Regions from separate parts of the Anser cygnoides genome. Here all the other regions are linked to region 3. A link is a contact called in public Hi-C data. All regions are on one chromosome and are shown on one strand. Each heading gives the region's core, a stretch centred on a gene start, on an enhancer-like site or on the middle of the called end of the contact. The rest is flanking DNA. Distances are from core to core; before and after follow the strand shown. Region 1 holds the start of PLK3 (polo like kinase 3). Region 2 holds the start of RPS8 (ribosomal protein S8). Region 3 holds the start of EIF2B3 (eukaryotic translation initiation factor 2B subunit gamma). Region 4 holds the start of TESK2 (testis associated actin remodelling kinase 2).

Region 1 (3,980 bases), core at 347-2,846, 140 kb before region 3:
AGCAGCTCCCGGGCTCCATCCCTCTCGGTGAGGTGCCCCAGCCCCGGGGGGGGGGATGTGGACACCCACCTTAGCCCAAACTGAGCCAGGAGCCAGCAGCGAGCAGCAGAGCTGGTGGCTCCCAGCAGGAGGCCCCAGGACAAGCCCCTGCAGGTTGTCCCGCTGCCCCCAGCACCCCCTGGGGCCTCCCTGCACCCTTGGGTACCTCCACCCCCACGCTGCCTCCAGAAGCTGACTCAGCTCTGCCCGGGGAGCCCCGAGCCGGGGCCTCCGTCGGAAAGGCAGAGGTGCACCGTGACGCCACCCGTGCCCAGGGGAGCCCTGGGGCCCTGGTGGAAACCGGCAGCTTTCCCCGAAGGGGGAACCCGGGTGTGCTGCCGGGCAGAGCGTTTGCACACGCTTCCTCCGTGAAAGGTTGAAAGCCAAGAGGGAAGTAAACAGGGCCGGATCCTTTCATCTCTCCCTCCGGGCAGGTTTATTCAGTTCTCATCCCGGAGGACGAGAGGGGGTGTGCTGCGAAATGCGGGGCCGGTTGGCCAGGGGTGCTCACGCGAAACCCTCGGCGTGTTCAGGAGCACATCGAGCATCAGTGAGCAGAGCTCTGAGCTGCCTCGGGGGAGCAGAGGGGAAATTGGCACAGAGCGAGGGACTTGCACGTGGTCCCGCTACCCTGAAGGGCAGCAGGATCTGCTTTCGAGGGGCTTTTGCAACGCTGCTGATCCGGGAGAGCGGGGTGCCGTGGTTTTCTGGCCAGTCCTGCTGCCCTACATCCATCCATCCGCGGCCTATTTTGGGTGACACTGAGACGTGTCTTCCCCGTGGCCATTAGAGAGCAGCACCGCGGTGGCTCAGCGCCCTGCGGACACCACTGTACCCTCCGGGCACCACTGCACATCGGGGCCAGCACGGCCAGACCCAGCAAAGCGTGGCACAAAGGCACAGACCCAGGGGACAGCGTGGCCAGGCAGCCCGCCTGCATCTTCCACTGCCCCCCCATGTCCCCAGTGCCCCACCTGGGGTGGGCTGGGACCCCACTGGGACAGAGTGGGGGCTTTGGGGGGGCGCCTGGCTGCATCCAGGGTGGGTGTGTGGGGGTCAGGGTCTGCAGCGTACAGGTGGGCTTCAAAATCCCCCCTAGATGTGCGTGGGGAGGGGGGTCTGCAGGTCTCGGGAGGGACGGAAGGGAGCTGAGGAGGGGTCTCTGCGTGCCCGTGGGGGTCTCTGAGTCTCGGGGGGGGGATCCCTGTGTCTATGGGGGTCGTGTGCCTGGAGGGGAGCCTGTCCGTGGGGGTCTCTGGGCCTGGGGGGGGGGGCACATCTGGGGCGGGTGTGAATCTACCGACCCCCCCGCGTAGGGGCGGGGCTGGCTCCTTCCCCCAAACCTCTACAGAAGGGTGACAGCGGCCGGCTGCCCTCACACGACCCCCACCGCCCCCCTCCCCTCCCCCACCCCCCCCTTTCCGTCCTGCTGCGCCTTTAAGAGCGCGGCGGGGCCGCCCGGAGGGGGGCGTGGCCCCGCGGGTGACGTCAGCGCGCCCATTGATAAAACCGGCGGGATCCCCGGCGCGCCAGCGCCAAGTCGGGGGGCGGCGGCGGGGCCACGTGCGCGGGGCCGCCGGTGGCGGAGGAGCCGCAGGAGCAGCACCGGGGCCGGACCGGGGCCGGACCGGGGCCGTGCCCGCAGCCGCCATGGAGCACGCCGGCCTTTTTCCCCTGTTCCCCGCCGCCACCACCACCGCCCGCCTGCCCGCCCAGCCCGCGCCCTCCCCGCCGCCGCCGCCCAGCCGGGCAGCCGAGACCACCCGGCTCATCACCGACCCGCTCTCCGGTCGCTCCTACTGCAAGGGCCGCCTGCTCGGGAAGGTACCGGGGGACAACGGGGGGGCGGCAGCAGGATGCGCGGGGAGCCCCCTGCTTCCGTAGGGGTGGGAGCTGGGAGGGGGGCTGGGGGCCTTGCTGCTGCCGCCGCCCCCCTCGACCCCCCCCCCCCGCGCCCCTTGTACCGGGCCGGGAGCCGTGAATCAGCCGGGCTGGCTCCCGGCCCCGCCGCCTTATCGGAGGCGCGATCGGTTTCGGGGCGCCCCGCGGGGTGTGCGTGGGCCGGCGGCTGCCCCGGTTCCCAGGGGTGCCGGCCCGGCCGCTCGGGCTGCGGCACACGCAACTTTTCCTCCCGCTGCGAGCGCTGTGTAGGAGGAGGCTGCTTGTTCCCAGCCCGGCCCGGGCGGGCTCGGCAGCTGAGTGTGCAGATTCGAGGCTGACATCACGGCAGGAAAAACCTGTCTCCATCGCGCGCTGCCTTTCGGTGGCCTCCGGTCCCCCTGCCCTGCGCAGGGCTTTCCGGGCGATCTGTCATCTGGAAAGATGCCTGGGTCCAGTAGTGGTGGGAGGAAAAACGCCCGGGAGGCTTTACAAGAACTGGGTGAAGAAAATCCCGGCTCGAGAGCATCGTGGTTCAGATCTCAGCGGGCGACGCAGCAGCCGGCGGCGTGTGACGCTCCCTGGGCTGCGCTGCGAGGAGCCGGCAGGGGCGGAGAGCTGTCTGTCACCGTCCCCAACCACCTCTTCTCCCCTTGCAGGGCGGCTTCGCACGATGCTACGAAATGACGGACCTCTCCAGCAACAAAACCTACGCTGTGAAGGTCATTCCTCACAGCCGGGTGGCTAAACCCCACCAGCGGGAGAAGGTAGGTGCCGGGGGAGCTTATGGGGGGCGCTCGGGTTCCAGCGGGCACCCTGCGCTCACCCGCGGCCTCTGCGTCCTTTCAGATCACCAACGAGATCGAGCTGCACCGCGACTTGCACCACAAGCACATCGTCAAGTTCTCCCACCACTTTGAGGACGCGGAGAACATCTACATCTTCCTGGAGCACTGCAGCCGGAAGGTGAGGGCTCCGTGTCCCCGAGCGGAGCAGTGGATGCTTTGTCCGGGGTGCTGGTTTTGCATGGTGCTGGGGACACTGTGGGTTTCACGTCCTCCATAAGCAGCCTGCTCGTGGTGGCAGCCCGTAGCCCCCAGCGCCACCACCAAAAGCCCAGTGGTTCCCCTGGTTGTGCTGAGCAGGGAGCCTGCTGAGCTCCTGGCCGTGGCAGGACAATTGTTTGTGCAACTCCTGGAAGAACTGGCTCTGACCCTGCTGGCCCCTTGCTTAGTCAGCACGGCTGCCTGCCCTCCCTGCCTGCCGTCACTGAGCTGCCTTCTCTCCCTCTGCAGTCGCTGGCCCACATCTGGAAGGCCCGCCATACCCTGCTGGAGCCTGAAGTGCGCTATTACCTCAAACAAATCATCTCTGGCTTGAAATACCTCCACCTCAAGGGCATCCTGCACCGGGACCTCAAGCTGGGTGAGTGTCACGTTTGGGGACGGAGCCACGCGGGGAGCAGCGAGCCAAAGGGACGGGGGGTGACATGTCACCGTCGTCTTGCAGGCAACTTCTTCATCAACGAAAACATGGAGCTGAAAGTGGGGGACTTCGGTCTAGCTGCTTGCCAGGACGCCTCTGACCAGAAGAAAAAGTAAGTCTGAGCTTCCCTTTATCTCCTTGTAGTAATTCCTGCCCCAGCTGCAGGCGAGGAGAGGGGGCTGGGGGCTTTGTGGCTCCCCCAGGAGCGTGCCCGCAGCCCTCGGGGAGAACAATGCGCTCGCTATGGCTATTGTGCCCGGCCGGGTGTGCAGGCTGGGACACAAAGGCTCCGTTCCCGGCTGTGTCTAGGACGAGCTCTTCCCGACGGCTCGCCACGAGCAGCTGCTGCTGCCCCCCGGGAGCTGGGGGGGGCTCCTTGTGGATGGAGGGAGCCTGTGGGGCTCAAATTAGGGAGGGGAACAGGCTGCAGGCTGAATCACAGGCATGGAGAGGTGGGGGGGATGCAAAGCAGGCTCTGAGCTGGCTGCCTGCCCTGCAGGACAATCTGTGGGACCCCCAACTACCTGGCCCCCGAAGTGCTGCTGCGGCAGGGCCACGGCCCGGAGTCGGACGTGTGG
Region 2 (3,470 bases), core at 507-3,006, 160 kb before region 3:
TCTGCGCGTGCGCAGTGAGCCCTCTGTAGCGCAGGGACGAGCTGCGGAAGTGTAAGCGGAAGCCGAGCGAGTTCGGGAAGCGAGAAGGGTACGATTAATTTGGGCTAAAAAGTGTTTTTTTAAATCTGTTTTTGACCAAGTAAGGGCAGCTCTGCCGAAGCAGAGCCTCGAAAAATTCCACGACACTCGTGCTTGTTCCTCTCCACGGAAATCTTTAGTAAAAGGCGAAAGATTTATACGATCTGAAGAGAAACCAGAGTATAACGACTAAACCCCCCGGCCCGACCCCAGCGCCGCCCGCCGCCCCCCAGCTCACGGCGCCGCCCGCCCCGCCCCGCCTCCCCCCGACCCCGCTCCCCCCATCCCCTCCCCGCCCTCCGGTCCCGCTCCCGGCCCCGAGCGGCCCCGCGGGAGCTGCGGAAACGGGACCGGAGCGGGCGGGAAGCGGGCGGCGCCGCGCGGTGCACCACGGGTATGCAAATGAGCAGGGCCTGGGGGCGGGGCCGCGAGTGCCGGGTACCGCCAGCACGGCGCTGCCCGGGGGCGGTGCTGGGGGCTGGGGTGAGGGGCTGGGCGCACCGCGGTAAGGCACCAAGCTGGGGGGAAGCGAGAGGAGACTCTCAGTGATTTTCTTCAGGCAGGACCCTCTGCGGAGATATTTTATTCGTGGTTGCAATGGCGGGCGTCCTGCAGGGATGAGCGCACAGTAAAAGTTTACCATAACCTCGTACTCCCCGTTACCCGACACCTGATTCCTCCCTGTTTCCTCATGCGCTGAGCGCTACAGGTTCACAACCTACTCGACGCGCTTCTATACAATACATGTACAATTTTATTTGACCAACCGTTAATTTCTCCTTCTTTTCTTTTCTTTTCTTTTCTTTTCTTTTCTTTTCTTTTCTTTTCTTTTCTTTTCTTTTCTTTTCTTTTCTTTTCTTTTCTTTTCTTTTCTCCTTTTCTTTTCTTTTTTTTTTTTCCCCTCTTCTCTCGTGACTAAAGGGCCCTTGATTTTTGTTTCTACTGATTTCACACTGCTCGTCCTGTTTTCCTCAGCCATCCCCCTCATTTTGGGACAGCAGGACCTTCCCCTTATCTGCTTAGCATACTCCCAACTGCTATGCCCTACAGTCACTTTTGAATACGCCAGGTTAGGGGGATTTTCCACTGCAAAACCACCTTCTGTTGCAGAAACGCAGCTCTGCCTCTCACAGCAGCGTCGATCTGACGGGGGGTAGGAAGGCTTTGGGGGGAGGTGTTGGAGGGCAGGAGGGCCCTGCAGAGGGACCTGGGCAGGTTGGGTAGATGGGCGGAGGCCATAGCGGTGCAGTTCAACACGACTTGGGGTGGTGCGCTTCCCTAAACGTGCGAAGAAAAACGTTATTTTGTCTGTTTTTGACCAAGTAAGGGCAGCTCTGCCGAAGCAGAGCCTCAAAAAATTCCACGACACTCGTGCTTGTTCCTCTCCACGGAAATCTTTAGTAAAAGGCGAAAGATTTATACGATCTGAAGAGAAACCAGAGTATAATTATCGCTCTCCCAGGCCCGACCCCAGCACCGCCCGCCGCTCTCTAGCTCACGGCGATAAACCGTTCTCCCGTCTCCCCCCGGTCTCGCTCCCTCCACCCTTTCCCCACCTCTCAGCCCCGCTCCCGGCCCCGAGCGACCCCGCGAGAGCGGCGGAAACGACACCGGAGCCGGCAGAACCGGGCGGCGCCGCGCGGTGCACCATGGGTATGCAAATCAGCCCTCTGGCCTCCGCCGTCACCACCGCCGCGTCGCCTAGCAACAGCACACGGCCGCGGCGCGATGACGTCACTGCCTCTCGCGAGAGCTCGCTGCGCCAAACCGCCCCGTGAGCCTCCGCGCCGCCTCTTTGCGCCAGGGCCGCACCATGGGTGAGTGGGGCTGCCACCAGGCCCGACCGCCATCCGCCGCCATCTGCCCGCCGCGCTGCCGCCGCCTGCAGCCATCCGTCCCGGGGGGCAGCCGGGGGTGCCGCCGGGCCCCGCTGACCGCCATCGGGGGCGGCTGCCGCAGCGCCGAGCGGCTGGCGGGGGGAGGAGGGGAGGGAGGCCGGGCCCAACATGGCGGCGGGGGGGGGGGACAGGGAGGCTGCTGTAGGGGGCCCTGCGGATGAAGGGGGGGGGTGATGGGGGGGCTCGTTACCCAGGAGGCAGCGCCTTTTGGGGGCTCAGTTGGAGAAGGGAGGGTTGAGTGGGGGTGTACCCCATAGGGCCCGTCAGTCAGGTGGGGAGGGGATCCATTCCTAAGGAGCTGCAAGATCCAGCGCATAGCATAAGGTACGTGTTACAGGGGGCTTAGCAGCGTGAGGCGGGCCCTTCCTGTAGGGTCCTGTAAGCTAATTCATGAGGTTGCTTCCTGCAGAGGGCTGGGGTGGTCCCTGCAGAGCTGCGGGAGGGAGGGAGGGAGGGAGGCTGCCTTCCCCAGATGTGCTGGGGGAGAGGAGGTCGAGGAGGCTCTGAGTTTCAATGATGAAGCATCTCTAACTGCTGCATAAGGCTGAGTGCACTGTGCGGATACCAACCTTGGAGAGCTGAGGACTCAGACCCTCGCCCAGCCATGGCCAGGTGGGATCCATGCCATCTTCTGACCGCGCTGCTCTCCATTCAGGTATCTCCAGGGACAACTGGCATAAGCGTCGCAAGACTGGGGGCAAGAGGAAGCCCTACCACAAGAAGAGGAAGTATGAGTTGGGGCGGCCGCCAGCCAACACTAAGGTGGGTGGCTTGGGGAGGATAGTCAGTGATTTTTTTCAAATTCGATTTGATGATTGTGTGCTTCCAGAGGCTTAAAAATACATTGTGAGTGATTAGATATCTGTCACTGCTTTTATAAAAGATGGCTTTTTTCTTTATGCCTGTGGGAAGCAGTGATAGGTTTTTGCAGTAAGAGGCAATTGGAGTGATGAAATTCTCACCTTAGGCGGATGCAACAGACCGTTTTGGTCGCTTTCTGCATCTGCCGATGCTGGGGTTTGTCATAGTTACACTGACCACATTGCCTTGGGTTCGGAGTTCGGCTGGGCTCCTGTGTGCGTGCCGTGCAGCATGCCAGCGCCAACCTCACTGGGGTTTGTTTCCGATGTAGATCGGTCCGCGCCGAATTCACACAGTGAGGGTTCGTGGTGGCAACAAGAAATACCGTGCCCTTCGCCTGGATGTCGGCAACTTCTCCTGGGGATCCGAATGTAAGTACGTTATAACCCTGATGCGTTCAGAAACCTTCCACACACGTTGATCTCCAATACAGCTACAGAGTAGAGGGGTGGTGCACAGCTTTCTAGGCTGATTTCGGACACACTGAACTTGGCAGAAGTGGACCTGAGGCTGGCTGCGTGGTGATGATAACTTTGACCTTACGTGGCCTTAGGAGACTTGAATGTCTGCTGGGCTCACAGTGATTGGAGTGTCATAGTTACCCTGAGAGACACGCTCGTATCGCCTCCCTGC
Region 3 (3,819 bases), core at 750-3,249:
CCACCAACTACAGTATTACAGTGCAATAGTTAAACTATTGCCGAACAGCAGCTTGGCAGGGGAGTGGAGTAGTTTGTGAACAACAAACTCATTCCACCTAAAAAAGAAAAAAAGGTAAAAGCATATTTGAAGTGTATCAATGGTGGCATGAAAGCATATTTTCCAAAACAAAGACGAAAATGCAGGCTTCATTCCAAGATGAAGCACTTGCAGTTGGGACAAAGGGGAAGCAGCGAATCAGACCGTGGAACACCTACTTACTCACATAAACAAGCAGGAAGAACCCAAACATCACACGATAATAAAAGCTATGATTCAGAGAGGATTCACGCCATCAGAGTATTAGCACAAAAGTGTCAGCTTGGTCGGAGGACAGAAGCAAGAGAAAAGCAAGAAGGTGTCTGACTGCTTACTGAAGCTGCATATACAACCTTGCATGTCCAAATTTTCACAGGGCATAGAAGAGTTCTTAAGGATTTCTTAATGACACAAAACGAAGGCATAGGTTTACATTTATTTTTCCCTTTGTTTCTTAACACTGACTGTGCGAGTGGCACGAATCAGCGAGATGAGAGAGAAATGTCTTACATCACTAACAAATGACCTCAAACTATACATCCCTAAATGGTATGACGTACGGAAAGGCCAACACACGTAAATCACGAGCTGATCCCTACAACTTCAAAGAGAAGAGCAGCAGCTAGAAGAAGAATTCACTTTCTCAAGACAGAGCACAGAAGAACAGCACAGTCACCCGGAAGACACAACAAAAGTAGAAAGGCAAGGACAAATATAAGCGTGAAAACTGGAGATGCAAATGGTACCAGGAAGTTTTACGAGTTATGGGGAACACTACAGAAAGATTTGGGCCATCACCGAAAAGCTAAACAGAAATCTAATGACAGATAATGCGAAAGAACCTCACCAAAAATTTATCGCTTGAGCTCTCTTGTGAAATGAGGCCCAGAAAACAGCACTACCAGCCTGCCAGCTCCCCCTGCCCGGCTCTGTCTGAAGGCCAGCACTCAGCGCCGTGCTGCAACAAGAACTAAATGCCTCAAACAGAACAAATAACCCTGAACTTCACGCCACATTGGAACAACAAACTGAGAGACATCCCAAGAGAGCTGACACGCTTCTCATGCCATTTTTATTAACAACTCAGGGAAAGAGACGAGAGAAAGACTCCAGGTTAACAACGCTCGGAAGGACTCCAAACTTAAGCACAGCACGTAGATGAGAAAACCCTTGGTGAGGGGGGAAGCAGGAAGGGAGCACGCACGGATGTGGCCTAGAGTTAAAAGTAAAGGATGTGATATGGGTGAGGAGCAGTCACAATTAGGTCTGCTGCGGAGAGGAGGCCTCCATAAGGCCACTGCCCTGACGAGCAGCGACAAGACAAGGCGTGACAACGAGGAGAGGCTGGCAGCTGGCAGCAGCAGGACACCGGACGGGTGAGCCCGCCGCCCCCCTTCCCCCGCACCCCGCCTCACCTTCGAAGCCGGCGCGCTCCAGGAGGTTCAGCGGGTACCACAGCAGGGGCCGGTTGCCCACGGGCAGCAGCGGCTTGGGGATGCTGGCCGTCAGGTCCGTCATGCGGGAGCCGCCGCCCGCCGCCATCAGCACGGCCTGGAACTCCATCCTGCAACGGCACCGAGGGGCCGCGTCACGGCCGGGCCGGGCCCAACCGGGCCGAACCGGGCCCAACCGGGCCGGGCCGGGCCCAACCGAGCCCCCCCGCCCCCCAGAACCCGCTGCGAGGCGCCGGTACCACCGGTACGTTGCGTTAAGTCACGTCACGTTACGTTGCGTTACGTTAAATGACGTTACCGGCCCGTTACCGGTACGTTACCTCCGCTCCGCTCCTCACCGGCTCCCTGACAGCACCGCAATGGCGGCGCCGGCGCGCAGCGCGCATGCGCGCGGACAGCCGAGCGGCTCGAGGAGCGCCGAGAGCATCGATCCCCCCCTCCGCCTCGCCAGGGAGGCGAGAGGAGCGCCGACGGGAGGAGGGCAGGCTGCGGAGCGCCGAGTCATCGATCTGCTGGGGGGGGGGCTCGAGGGGACAGCGCCCCCTGGTGGGGGGGGGGAGTGTAGGGGGCATGGGGGGTGGTAGGGGGCGTGGGGGGGGTTATAGGGTGCACTGCATGAGGGGGGGTTATAGGGTGCACTGCATGAGGGGGGGTTATAGGGTGCACTGCAGGGCAGCAGCTCGCGGGGTGCATCGCAGGGTGCCTCGCGGGGGGGGTACTCTATGGGGTGCATTATATGGGGGCACTTTTTGGGGTGCATCCCCAGCCAGGCACGTCCCAGGAAGCTCATCCCACCATCCAGGTGCTTTACCAGGGGAACCGCTGAAGGCACAGGCTCCTGGGATAACAGGGTGGGGGTGCAGGGCTGAGACGGGGTGGTGCTGAGCACCCCACCCTTCCCATTGCCTTCCCATGTGCGGAGGAGAGGCATGGCACTGCGTTTGGGATGGGGGCACCAGGGCAGGGTGCACCCCTCTGACAGAGGACACGCCGCACGTGCATGCCCCCATCAGTTCATGGGGACACCCAGGCTGCAGGGGGAAGCTGGTGGCCCGGGGAGGGGACAGGACATGCAGCCCCCCCCGCACAAACCGTGCTCTCCACACCCCAGACACGAGCACAGCCTCGTTGTGTTTTTATTCCACGAAACGTCGCTACAGCTCGGGGGAGTCGACGGACACGTCCTGTGCCACGGGCTCGTCGGTGTCGATGGACATGCAGTTGTACACGGCGTAGCGCAGCAGCTCCTCGCAGGCCCGGGCCCTGCAGGCGAGACGCCGGGTTACGTCGGGGACGGGCACCGGACCCCCCCACGTCCTCATGGAAGGGAGGACGAGCGTCCCCGTCCCCAGCTGCACTCACGAGGAGTAGTTGGGCAAGAACAAGGTGCAGGAGCACGTGGAGGCCTTGGGCATCACGTCCAGCTGCTGCGTTCTTGGGAGAAAGAAAGGAGAGGCGGGTCAGGCGCCTGCGCCGCGGGGACACGGCCGGGCAGGACGGACGGACTCACCCCGATTTGTCTGGGTGGACGGTGATCTGAACCGGGAGGCGGCTGCGGCCCGTGATGAACTTGAGGAAGCGGCTGAGGTCCTCTGGGGAAGGACAGGGGACAGGTTTGGGGTCACCCCCAGAGCCCAGGCGGGACGCTCCGAGGGGATGGGACATCCCCGTGGGTCCTGGCCCGGTGGGTGAGGAGCGGGGAAGGCACGCGGTCGCTCACCGCTGGTGAAGTTGCTGAGCGCCTCCAAGAAGATCCGGATGCGGGGGTCGTCGGACTGCAAGTCCTCAAACGTGACTGCAGTGAGGAATAAACGCTTCGTTAGGAGCTCCCAGCAAAGGAAATTAACGTGGGACGCAACGCACCCCTCTGTGCAGCCCCGTGTGAAGGCAGGAGGGGGCCCCAGGCTGCAGGGCAGCCGCTCGCCCCTGCTGCTCAGCACAGCGCAGGATGCGTGCGAAGGACGAGCATTATCCAGGAGGGCCTCACGCCACCCCTGGCACTTACTGAACTTCTTCACATCGTCCACTGTCAGCTCAGGGTTCCCGCAGACCTTCCTCTCCAGCTGCTGCCAGGTGAGCAGGTCCAGCACGGGCTGCGGCACCACGCGGAGCAGCCCAGCCCGCAGGGCCGCCACCTGAGGGGCACCACGTCACCACGGCAGGTCGCTTGTGCAGCCACTGACCCACCACTAAAGACCACACCAGCCACAGGATATCCGGAGGGCCCAGCGCAGGGTCTCCTTGCAGCTGCACGGGCTGGGGACACGGCGCTACCTGCTCCTTGCTC
Region 4 (3,935 bases), core at 1,212-3,711, 220 kb after region 3:
CCTTCCCTATGCTTCTACAGGGCTTGGTAAAGACGCCAAGAAGCAGCAGGCTGACGTTTGCTTAGCTCCCGACCAAAACAAAGGGAATCGAAGCCTTTCTATTTTAACACCTCTGTAATCAAGGGATCCCCCCAGCCGCCCCGCCAGGTTTATAGCTGAGGGCTGAGAGCTGTCTGCAGGGTTCTCACGGCAGGCAGGAAGCAACTCTCCGTTGTTTCGGTGCAGCCGGCGAGAAAACCCAGCACGGCAAAGGCGAGGAGAGAGAACAAGAATGCTTGAAAGCGGGGTGAAACTAAAGAAAGCAGGCTGGGTTTCATATCTGACTGATGATTTATACGGCATCACAAAAGACAGACAGCATTTGCACCTTCCATCTAAAAGTGTAATCACCACAGATATTTAAAATGCATCATTCGAATACAGCTGAAGCTCCAGCCCGTGTTCCTGGGTTCAAGCCTCCCTAAGACACCCAGTACCGTGTCTACGCCAGGTACTGGCAGCACAAACACAACAGTAACAGGGTCCCTGATAACTCCTCTGTGACCTTTTGGAGAACGGGGCATCCCAAATCTGCTGCTGTGTTATTGGAGACACCAGTGGTATTTACACATCAACCTGAAGCACCTCGGGTACCGAGAGGAAATCTATAGCTCACAGCTGTGAGCCACAGACCCGGAGTGTATGAAGTCGGGCTTCAAAAGCAAAGTTATTTCAAGCAAATCCCCTGCTGGTTGCAAACGCTGTCACAGCTCTCCAGTGCAGGCGAGGGGACAACCACATAAAAAAGTGGCCTAGCCACTACCAGAAATGTGTTCAACTTAAGAAAAAGTGACAGGGCCATATGAAAAGAAGCTTACTAACTAAGTCAAAAAGAGGACTTGGCAGCAGACAACAGATGGAGCCACCAGGACACAGCGGCTGATTATCAGATGTACTTACTGATAAATACACAACATGAAATGAATACACTAAGGAGCTAATAAGGAGGAAAATGGCTAAAAAAAAAATAATAATTATAAATGTTGATCATTTTCGATCTTGCCTAGAAGAGCACTTTTTTTGTACCAGGCTGCAAGATACCACGCTACAAGGATAAAATAAGAAGCGTTGCCATTGTGCAAATGCATGGTTTTTGGCTACAGGAAAAAAAGGAAACCTATGACGCGAGGGAACCACAAGCTTCACTCTTTCCTGCAGCAGGCACAGAAGCAACATCCCTCTCCCTTAGCCCTGCATTTCTTTCATGCGTTTGCAAAGTCACTTGCATAAAGAATCACAATGGCAAAAGCACACGTACGAACGTGGAGGGTACAGCTCGGTTACAACAGGCCCACACCACCAGAACACTGCATTTGCACCAGTTTTCTCCTTCCACAGCCTGTCCCTGTCTTCTGCTCCGCTCCCACCGCCAGCTGTTCATCCTAACAGAAGAGCGGGAAAGATCTAAGCGAGGGGGGGAATAAAAACAGAAAACCCAACGCAGGAGGGCAGACACTTGGCAGCAGGTACAGGAGCACACCCAGGTACTTTCAGTTCTAGCTAATCGTGCTCTGTGTACAAGTTTTATGTGAAAACAAAACAAAATGGACAACAAAGTAACACAGCCGTGTCTACAGCTGCACAGTGCAGTCCTGCACAAGTCCAAAAATGACACTTTTATTGGCCTGTCAGAACGCAGCATGCAACAATAATTTCCAGAGTTGATGACTAAATAGAAACCCTTACGACTAACCCACTGGGCATATCAGAGCTCCTCGTAAAACACCTTATCTTCGGCTGTAAATTCCACCGCCTCACTAACCCCGTGGAACTGTGCATCTGGTGATTTTGCAGCCCACGAAGACACCCTACGCCTCCGATCCCTACTAGAAGGTTAGTTTTGAAGAAATTATTTCATCTGGAGCACGAAGGCTGCCCAAAAGCCAGCCTCGACATCAGCTGTAAGGGTTTTTAGGAGGCCATAAACGTGACTAGAACTCAGCGCGGTGCTCCCGAAGGCTCAGCTTCCAGCTCCCCAGGCACCTCCTGTCAGGGGACCCCAGGGGCGAGCCCCCCACCTCAGAGCAGGGCAGCTCCCCCCTCAACGCGGCGACCCACCCGGACCCTGCAGGCCCCCGGGCAGCTCCCCCCCAACCCTCAGCCTCCTCTCACGCCTCCTCACGGGGCAGCGCCCCGGAGCCAGGCCTCCCCCGCCGCCACCCTGCCCAGGCACCCCCCGCGGAGCTGCGGGGCCGCCCCCGGCCGTTACCTGAGCAGCGGCGGCGGCGCCAGCGGGGCCTGCGGCCGACGGGGGCTGTCATGGCGGCCTGCCCGGCTCCTCAGCGGCCCGCCGAGGGGAGGCGAGGGGGCCCCATGTGAGGAGCGAGCCCGGCTGCGGGACCCGGGGGCCAGGGAGCGTCGCGGCTCCTCCCTCTGCGTCCGCCTCCGCCGCCACCGCCACCGCCACTGAGCCGCCCCCAGAGCCGGGGCGGCACCCCGACACCCACCGCCCTCCCGCGTAACCAATCGGAGTCCGGAGAGGGTTGATGGACGGCGGGGTGCGGCCAATGGAGGAGGGGAAGGCAGGCGCGGAGGGGTTCGCAGGTAATCCACGTGAGTGCCCTTTTCTAATTGGCTGAGGGGAGCTTGAGAAGCAGGCAGCTCGGCCAACGGGAGCAGGGATGACAACTCCCAGGACGATAGCGGGAGCCAGCGGCAGGAAAGAGAGAGGGGCGTTGCTAGGGGCGCCTCACTCTCATTGGCCAGCCTTTGAGGGCGGGTTATAAATAAGAGAGTTAGCCAGTAAGAGCGCGGCGCACGTTCTGACGGACGGGCAGGAGAGCCAATCCCCGCGTGTTTATAGGCAGCGGTGGGCGTGAAGCTGTCAGCGGGCCCAGGTGCTCATGGAGGCCCCGCGGCCTGGGCACGGGGCAGGGGGGGTTTCCATTGCCCTGGCGCCTCACGGCCTCCTCCTGCCCCGGCGTTTAACCCAAACTGATGTTTTCTTCCCTGACCTCATCCTTGGCAATATCTGAGCTATTTTTACTGAAACTCAAAAAATAAAAAATAAATAAAAAAGTTCATCTGTTGTAGAGTATTGTATTCAAAAAAACGAATCCCAAGCAATTCAAACTGCAGGAATTATAACCGAAAATGTTCTCAGACAAGAACGCGGTGCTCAACCTTGCGATATTAGCAATATGTCCTGTTTTCTCATTACCCTTCATCATTAATTTTGTATCTAAGCTTTTCAGCTTGATCCAAAACACGCTCGGGGGACTTTCGTGTTGGAAACATCAGCACCAGTTCTACAGATAACAGTGAACAGAGTTTTACTCTTACAGCTGGGATAAAATCCCTAATCTGCGTTTTACCGACTGAATTTAGTCTTAGAATTTCCACCCAAATTTACAGTGAGATGTTCTCTGTAAGTTTAACTGAAAAAATAAAAAATAAAAAAATAAAAGTAATTCTGCACAGGTAACAGATTAAAAGTGCTTTGTGTGGAAAAAAAGATAGTCTTTTTTTTTTTTTTGATCATTTGTTTCATTTTCCTCCTGGATTTCCCTTGCTAACAGTGATTTTCCCACACTCCCAAATGCTAAATACCAAGTATGTGCAAATGTCTATTCTAATGACAGCTCAAGCACAGGGTGCAGTGAAGCTTTTGTAATTAAGCCATTAAACAATGATTAGCATATCCATCATATTTTAATCTGTGACTGAACAGGTGGAACTACTCGGATCTGTCAGTCTGCTCTCTGACACTCCAGGAGAACTGAGCTCCAGAATGGGGCTTTTCAGTAAGACCAATCTTTTAGGACTTATTATTTAGAGTTAAATTTCAGCTCTTTACATTTTGCTGGGGTTTGACCAAGCCAGTTGAAAAGACTTCACGCAGCACACGCCGAAATATCTCGGTTTCCTTGGCCATTCTCTAAGTCAGAGCGCAGCTG

What was found. A called contact is a pair of places that touch in the nucleus more often than the background predicts.
Region 1: a Hi-C map of liver shows a contact between it and region 3, with 2.2 times the contacts expected there. The contact joins the promoter of PLK3 here to the promoter of EIF2B3 in region 3. A contact is called at or near these places in 2 of 7 Hi-C or Micro-C datasets (both in liver).
Region 2: a contact with region 3 is called in a Hi-C map of liver, with 4 times the contacts expected there. The contact joins the promoter of RPS8 here to the promoter of EIF2B3 in region 3. A contact is called at or near these places in 3 of 7 Hi-C or Micro-C datasets (all in liver).
Region 4: a contact with region 3 is called in a Hi-C map of liver, with 5 times the contacts expected there. The contact joins the promoter of TESK2 here to the promoter of EIF2B3 in region 3. A contact is called at or near these places in 2 of 7 Hi-C or Micro-C datasets (both in liver).

Annotation. Positions count from the first base shown.
Region 1 is chr8:23,379,047-23,383,026 of Taihu_goose_T2T_genome, forward strand. It overlaps PLK3 (polo like kinase 3), which reads left to right and starts at 1,597. Exons shown (of 15, transcript XM_067001285.1): 1 at 1,597-1,863; 2 at 2,577-2,684; 3 at 2,767-2,883; 4 at 3,213-3,342; 5 at 3,427-3,514; 6 at 3,902-3,980. The coding sequence starts at 1,690.
Region 2 is chr8:23,362,094-23,365,563 of Taihu_goose_T2T_genome, forward strand. It overlaps RPS8 (ribosomal protein S8), which reads left to right and starts at 1,757. Exons shown (of 6, transcript XM_067001315.1): 1 at 1,757-1,895; 2 at 2,632-2,738; 3 at 3,109-3,208. The coding sequence starts at 1,892. It overlaps LOC136791419 (U5 spliceosomal RNA), which reads right to left and starts at 1,523; the gene lies at 1,409-1,523. LOC125182244 (small nucleolar RNA SNORD55/SNORD39) reads left to right here and starts at 2,481; the gene lies at 2,481-2,565. LOC125182247 (small nucleolar RNA SNORD46) reads left to right here and starts at 2,916; the gene lies at 2,916-3,019. It also overlaps LOC125182242.
Region 3 is chr8:23,521,677-23,525,495 of Taihu_goose_T2T_genome, forward strand. EIF2B3 (eukaryotic translation initiation factor 2B subunit gamma) reads right to left here and starts at 2,000. Exons shown (of 12, transcript XM_048059023.2): 1 at 1,853-2,000; 2 at 1,494-1,642. The coding sequence starts at 1,641. HECTD3 (HECT domain E3 ubiquitin protein ligase 3) reads right to left here. Exons shown (of 21, transcript XM_048058962.2): 16 at 3,807-3,819; 17 at 3,538-3,667; 18 at 3,253-3,327; 19 at 3,043-3,124; 20 at 2,895-2,966; 21 at 2,645-2,795. The coding sequence ends at 2,687.
Region 4 is chr8:23,740,419-23,744,353 of Taihu_goose_T2T_genome, forward strand. TESK2 (testis associated actin remodelling kinase 2) reads right to left here and starts at 2,462. Exons shown (of 11, transcript XM_048058966.2): 1 at 2,249-2,462. LOC136791353 (a long non-coding RNA gene) reads right to left here. Exons shown (of 2, transcript XR_010833153.1): 2 at 3,850-3,935.